2 separate regions of the Mus musculus genome follow, and region 2 is linked to region 1. The links are chromatin contacts, called in public HiChIP or PLAC-seq maps. All regions are on one chromosome and are shown on one strand. The core of a region is the stretch at or near the end of the contact, and the rest is flanking DNA. Distances in the headings are between cores, read along the strand shown. Region 1 overlaps Gphn (gephyrin). Region 2 holds the start of Mpp5 (membrane protein, palmitoylated 5 (MAGUK p55 subfamily member 5)).

What was found. HiChIP or PLAC-seq counts read pairs in DNA pulled down with a chosen protein or histone mark.
Region 2: a contact with region 1 is called in an H3K4me3 HiChIP or PLAC-seq map of neural progenitor cells, with 31 read pairs. The contact joins the promoter of Mpp5 here to the enhancer-like site in region 1. A contact is called at or near these places in 5 of 39 promoter capture datasets (the 3T3-L1 cell line, 3T3-L1-derived adipocytes, the HPC-7 cell line and 2 more), 1 of 484 Hi-C or Micro-C datasets (pancreatic cancer cells), 3 of 115 datasets of contacts at active chromatin or transcription factors (bone marrow-derived macrophages, forebrain and neural progenitor cells) and 2 of 9 other capture datasets (adipose tissue and liver).

What each region holds. Positions count from the first base shown.
Region 1 is chr12:78,638,599-78,641,804 of GRCm38.p6, forward strand. The region is part of intron 17 of Gphn (gephyrin); the gene reads left to right. Among named protein-coding and RNA genes, the nearest start is that of Fam71d, 51 kb to the right of the region's middle. Within about 2 kb of position 1,708, at least 48 of the 459 cell types and tissues checked have an H3K27ac peak or open chromatin away from gene starts, as enhancers often do. A contact at or near this core is called in neural progenitor cells and pancreatic cancer cells, where this site is marked.
Region 2 is chr12:78,747,601-78,751,255 of GRCm38.p6, forward strand. Mpp5 (membrane protein, palmitoylated 5 (MAGUK p55 subfamily member 5)) reads left to right here and starts at 1,347. Exons shown (of 15, transcript NM_019579.3): 1 at 1,347-1,506.

The sequences.
Region 1 (3,206 bases), core at 458-2,957:
TTAAAAATTCTTACTCATATGTTCACCTGGCTGTTTAAAGAAGCTGACGATCACTATGCATGTCACCTAGTCAGAGGCCACCTCCTAGAACGAAAGTGGGAAGAGCTTCACAGCAGGAGAAAGATATCTAGTTCTTTGAATTTGGACCTAATCAGTAATCTGTCTTTTAATATAAATTTTAAGCACCTAAAACCAGGACATAGCTACAACTTTAAAGAACACACACACACACACTTCCGAGAGGAGGTAGGATGGACTTAAGAGTTTAAAACCACAAGGATAAAATAAGCAAGAAACAAACTCAGCATAAAACGTCTTAGTTCCCACCAAACAGTGGTGCTGGCCCTGCCTTCAATTACATTTATGAACTCTTTATGACATGGAAGGGTAAGGGAGCTTTTTAGTTATTATTCATATTATTATATATCCTAGCCCTAAATTGCACTGTTCTGACCCATAATTCTATGTATTTTTACTTCTATTCTTCACTTTCCATGTTGGTTTGGTTTGATATTTTCCATGGGGTATGTAATGTGCATGCATGCATGTGTGTACATGCGTGTTATGTAGCACAGACAAACTTCTAATTACCAAGGGTCTTGGCCACTACAGCCAGGTTTGTTTTGGGTTTTTTTGTTGGTTTGTTTGGTTGGTTTGGTTTGGTTTGGGAAGAATCTTTATTTTTTTTTTCTTGTTTTTTTTTTCTTTTTTCTTTTTTAAGGTACATAGGTATTTGATAGACTGTATTACTGACATTATCTTACTACAAAAGCAAAACACCTTTAAAGTACTCTTGAGTTAGTGTACTAATAGATATAACTTTTTTAAAAAGCAGGTTTGTGGAAAAGGACTGAATTGTCCTTTGTTAAGAGACTTACAGACTCATGAGTGATGAGATCCTGAAGTGGGAGGGCAATTAGAAGAGATAACATCAAGGCCCTTGAGGGACACAGACCTTTCATGCCTTTCAAACTCAGGAAGGAAGGGAATTTCAGGGTGGGAGGATAAAGTTCCATACCATGGTAACCTAGCCTACGTGCCAGAAGTCACAAGGCACTGAAAGTAAAGCTATAATTCAAGGGTGTTTCCAGCTGCAAGAAGGGAGAGTGCAAGAGCACAGCAACTCTCTGCCCCAGAGAGAGCTGAGAGAGTGGGGGAGACTGAGATGGAAGAGGACCCTATGATCTAATACAGCTGTAAAGTTCTTAATTAATGTGTGATAGATGTTTCCTGATGATGTTGTAGTGTTGGTTTTAAATTTAACCTCAAAGCATACTGAACAACAAACTATAAAACCAGGATAGTGGGCAATTCAGAGAAATGTGCCACTTTCTAGTGTATACCCTTTTATTTGGTAGCAATACCTTATATAAAACTGAGAACAGGGTTGTTGTTTGAGTGTTGCTAATATAGGCTTTTTCAGTCTTAGAGTGCTGTATTAAAGGAGCTGAGATGAATGGTTTAGAACTCAGAGGTGGAGTGTGGGAGGAAAGAATGGACTGCTTTTCTAATGAAAATCTGTACTAGGAATTTAGCAAGGGAAACAAGGTACATCACTGTCCAGCAATTGATATTCTGTGTAGGTTGCCTCTTCATTCTTTTTGCTATGCATTCCCTTTTCTAGTGAAAGCAAATATTGTTATACAGAAGGCTCTGTGAGAACCTCTACAAGGAAACAAGTAGTCATGGGAGGAACTCTGGGTGAGAAACAGCTCAGGAATGTTTTCAAGCACCGAGCCAGGCTGAGCTCTGACAGATAAGGGTAGAAAGTGATCCGTAGATTCTTGTCCTCTGAAAAGTCCTGAGTGTGGCTTTTAGTTTCTGTATGATTATACTTTATAGCTCTTGTTCTTATCATTTACCATGGTTTTTTCAGTCAATATAAAACTAGAAGAGTAAGTGTTATAACTGTTTAAACTGATTTAAGCTAAAGTTTACCAGCCATTTGTTTGTTTGTTTGTTTAATGTCTGTGTGGGCATTTTGCCTGCATGTATATCTATCTATACAGCATGTGTGCCTAGTGCTGTGGAGGCCAAAGAGGACATTGGATCCCTAGGGCTGAAGTTATCGGCAGTTGTAAGCTGTCTTGTGGGTGCTAGGAACCAAACCTGGATCCTCTGAAAGAACAGCCAATGCTTTTAACTGTGGGTCCATTTCTGCAGCCTATAACATTTGCCTATGTCTTGTGTACTTTTTGTTTAAAAGAAGAAAGTGAGTTCATAAGTCAGTGAGAATTATAAGAGGAAGGCTTCAAATACCTGAAAGTTAACTGTATTGTTAAGTGTTCTAGAAATAATAAGTCTACATTGAAATATATTCTCTATATTTGCACACACTATAAGGAACACAATGTGTTGGAGTTTCTAGGGATTTGGTTTGTCTCCTTTCTTTCCTTAAAAAAAGGTCTAATTTTGAAACCCAGCAATGTTAATGAATTCCTCTAACATTATAAAGCTAGTTAGTGAAGAGGCAGAAATGGAATCTAAATATCTTTGCTATAATTTTGAAAATGTGATGAAAATATATCAGAAAAGCTTTAGCAACTCTAAGCTTAAATGGTTAGAACAAATTTATAAAGTCCAGAAATTTGAAGAATTAGTAGCATTTGGATAGAAAAAGATGATAGGTTAATCCAAATAGAAAGCATAAATTTTGCAATATTAGGCTAGACTAATTAGAACAAAAGATTGGGGCAGAAAGAATACACATAAATTTGGCACATATTTGGGGTTAGACTTGCCCATACCAGTTGAATTTGAAGCTTTTTTTAAAAAGCAGAAGTGGTATAGTAAGTCATTATTTAGAAAAATAATTTGACTGCAGTGTTTCAGATAGGCTAATGGCTGAAGGAGACTGGACTTAAGAGTGATACAGCTTACTCATTGTTTAGTCAGCAGGAAACATTCATTGTATCTGAACATAAGCTACCTGGTTTTAATGAAAACCCCACTTATGAATCAGCTGAAGTGGGCTAAGACTTCACCTTTCTAACTGTAAAAAGTGATGGTGTGACTGCCCCAAGGTATGGTTGAGGGGAAAGTTTTAATTAGAGAGAGAGAGAGAGAGAGAGAGAGAGAGAGAGAGAGAGAGAGAGAATAGCTAGGGGCATCTTGAAGAGCACAGAGCTGGGAGAGAAAGTAGACTGAACACAACTAACAGACCAGTCTTGGCCATGGCAGACAGGGAGTGAGCAAGAGAAGAGAAA
Region 2 (3,655 bases), core at 97-2,596, 110 kb after region 1:
CAACACTCACTAACCTTTTGTGTGTGGCTAACAGTGTCTAGGAATTCTGGAGACAGTCCACTTGCAGTTCACAAATTCTCACTTCTTTGTGAAGATGAACTAAGCAGACAGTTCAGTTACATATATTTGGAAGTTGTCCGTCTGTACTCAAAGTCCACTGAGGTATGTTTGACAGAAGGAAAGAGGTCTTTAGTGGTATGTAAAAAAGTCCTGTCCTTGGCTCTGCCTTACTAACACCAATAAACAACGTTAAGTACTTAATAAAATGTCAGTAAGATTTGAATTTGATGATCCAGGAAGAGAAGGATTTCGCCCTCCCCCCACCCCCCAAAAAAAGTTGTGCTTACTTCAGAGGGCATAGTATTCCTTGGGGACACTAACAACCCATAAGAGGAAAAAGGTAGGTAGGAGCCTGGGTATATTGGGAATGGTGCTTAAAAACCACGGTGGGAGGAAATAAAGACATGATTAATTGCATATACGAAGGCACAGAGGGACAGTTGTCTACGACATGTGCCCCTGAGAAAACTCAACAGGCTGAAGCAATGGATTTAGGTCCAGCAGAAGAGGTTTCTACATAGAACATATTTCTGTTTGCTCCAAATCCAGTTCCTCGCGCACACTTTCATAGCACTTTCCGTGCCCACCCTTCCCAGATGGTGGCATAGGTGTGTCCTGACAGCATGGACTCGCGCTGGGACTAGCCTAAGTAACTCCCAATCCTCTCCGGAGAATTCTGTGACAACTGTGGCCTTTGACATCCTTCCTGGTTTTCAGAAAGGAGTCGTCTGTGGAATCAGGGAATTGTGTGGAACTTTATACACAACCAGGTGTTGGCGTCACGGTTGTTTTGAGCATTAGCATTTTTGATGTGCCTGACAGGACAACAGGGGTCTCTTCCAAGGGAATCGGATTTTTCTCAGGAGATGACCGCTTCCCAGGCCCCGTCGAGCCTTAGCGGCTTCCGAGTCCGTCTCAGGGAAGCACGGCGACCCCACACAGAGGCGAGGAGGTGGGCTGAGGCAGCGAAGCGACTCAGCGGTTAGAACGAACGCTTCGCAGTTCGAGGCGGGTGAGTGCGCGCGGCCGAGCCCCCGGGAGGCGGGGGGGGGGAAGAGCGGACCAATCAGCGGGCCCTCTCCCCACGCGCGCTCAGGATTGGACGATCCGTTCCAGCCTCTCTCCGGGCCGTGGGCGGGCCGCGCCAGGAACGGCCTGGGATAGGCGCGCCCGCTGCGCCAGCGTCCCAGGGGCGCGTGCGCGGTCTCGCGTCAGCCGCGGGGGCCGGTCTCGCGCGGCCTCGAGGAGGAGTTGCTGGCGACGGCGGCGACGGAGGAGGCTGGCGGTGAGGAGGGGGCGGGGACTGGAGACTCCGAGGTGGGAGGAATCGGGAGTTTCTGGATTCTTTATCCAGTGTTTTGAGGGCCGCCAGACGGAGGGCTGTTGCTTGGGCTGCGTTGAGGAGCGAGGGAGGGAGAGAGGATCGGCGGCCGCCGGGGCTTGGAGGTAAGGGGCGGACCCGCAGCGCCCGGGCTGTGGCGATCTTAATCAACAGGTTCCCGGGAGCGCGGCGGGGGAGGGGCGGCGGGGCTCGCACCCCCTCCCAGACCCGCCGCACCGCCAGGGTTCCCTGGGGAGAGCCCCAGGCTGAGCCGGGCGCCGCGGTGGCAGCCCAACCTTTGTCCCTCGGAGGGACGCTCCCCGCGCGATGCCGGTTGGTTCCCTGGGCCGGGGGGTGGGGGTGGGGGGGACGCACCTTGGCGCGGTGGCGGGCCACCCCGCCGGACTTGCCGGGGGCACGGCAGGGAGTCGTCTCGCTGCGCCCAGGCCCGGAGTTCGCGAGTCTCTGGGACTCTTCCCTCACCCCACCCCTGGCCGGATCGGGGAACCAGCCTGGGAAACACTTTCCCGTGGAAGACGGAATGCAGCCAGCGTTCCGGTGCCTGAGTCAGCCCCTGGTGTTCTGCTACTCATTGCGTTCTGCGGATAAACAGTTCCTGCTTCCTTGTGACCACTGCTAAAGAGTAGTGCGTTCTCAGAACTTAGACGGAGATTGTCCGGTGAACTTTGAAGCCTGTAAATGCTTGGTAGAGCTACTTTCAATGAATGCCGCTCGGAACGATCCTTATTGTAAATTACGTAACTGACTAAGGATAGCTCTCTCCTTCTGTCCAGCTGACTGACACACAGTAATGTGTGTGGAATTTAGATTCGGCCGAAAAGTTTTCCATGACACTTTACTCTAAAATGAATGCAGCACCTACGAGGGTTTTTACTTAGTGTGTTGTGTCTAATTTAGAGTTTCAAGAGTTTAAATTCTGAAAGCCAGTGTAGCAAGAATTCTAAAGTTTTGATTTAGCGGATAAGGTGGAAGGTATTTCTGGTTTTAATAAGGCACTGTAATGTTTTAATGATACTATTCTAATTATCCTTTTAAATTATGCCAGAAATTAATAACTTGTTAACTTTTGCAACAGTAACAAATTATGTGGTGTGCTGGTGTCTTTGAAGTATAGGTATTGGTGGGAATGAACACTATCCTTTCTTGACGAGCTGTTTCTATAGTATTTCTGTGGACACGATTTCTTGTTTTAAAGATCATTCTAAACTGTAATAGCAGGCTTACATTAAAATTTAAAGAGCTTTATAAGTAAAAAAGACAAAGATATCAAAAGAGATTCATAATCTTTTTTTTTGGGGGGGGGGCGTCGAGAAAGGGTTTCTCTGTATAGCCCTGGCTGTCCTGGAACTCACTTTGTAGACCAGGCTGGCCTCGAACTCAGAAATCCGCCTGCCTCTGCCTCCTGAGTGCTGGGACTAAAGGTGTGCGCCACCACACCCAGCGTTTCATAATCTTTTAAAAATTGAGTAAATTTGCCACGAATGACTAAAAGTCATCACCTTGAATTTGACAAATAATGGTGGACTCCTTAGTGATTTTATACACACACACACACACACACACATACACATATATAAATATAATGTTAAAATAGATGAGAGACTTAATATAATTCTACCTAAGGGTCATCCAAAGTGGTACAGTGACTTAGCTATGCATGTCGACTTCGGAATTGTAATTTTTTTGAAAAAAGATTTTATTTATATGTTCATGGGGGTGGGATATTGACACATATATGCATGTGCCAGTGGCAGCTGAAGGCATTGAATTCCCCTAGAACTAGAGTTACAGGCTCTCGGGGACCACCCATTGTGGGTGCTGGGAGCTTAACTTGGTTCCTCAGCAAGAGCTCTTTAATGCTGAGCCCTCCATCTAGGCTACTGTATTGTGGTCTGATTAAAAAGCTCAGACTCACTACCTATAGTCCCCTACCTATGTAAACAAAAGCCAAATCTGCTTTCTGTCATGTCATGTCTAAAATACTTCTGTTCTTTGTTTAAGATACTGTGTAGACCAGAGTTCTGAGCCACTGTTTGGTGTTCTCTTCTGTTGAGGTTTCTCCTGTAATGTGTGCACAGCATGCATTAATAAACTCACATAATTGAGAATAACCTCCTTGAAGTCCTTTGATGGATCTTGTATGTTAATCACAAACAAACTACCTTCATATTAACATTTACACTCAAATTGGACTGGTGAGCACTGTAGTCTTACAAAGTTAACACACATTTAAATGTCACAATCATCAGACTT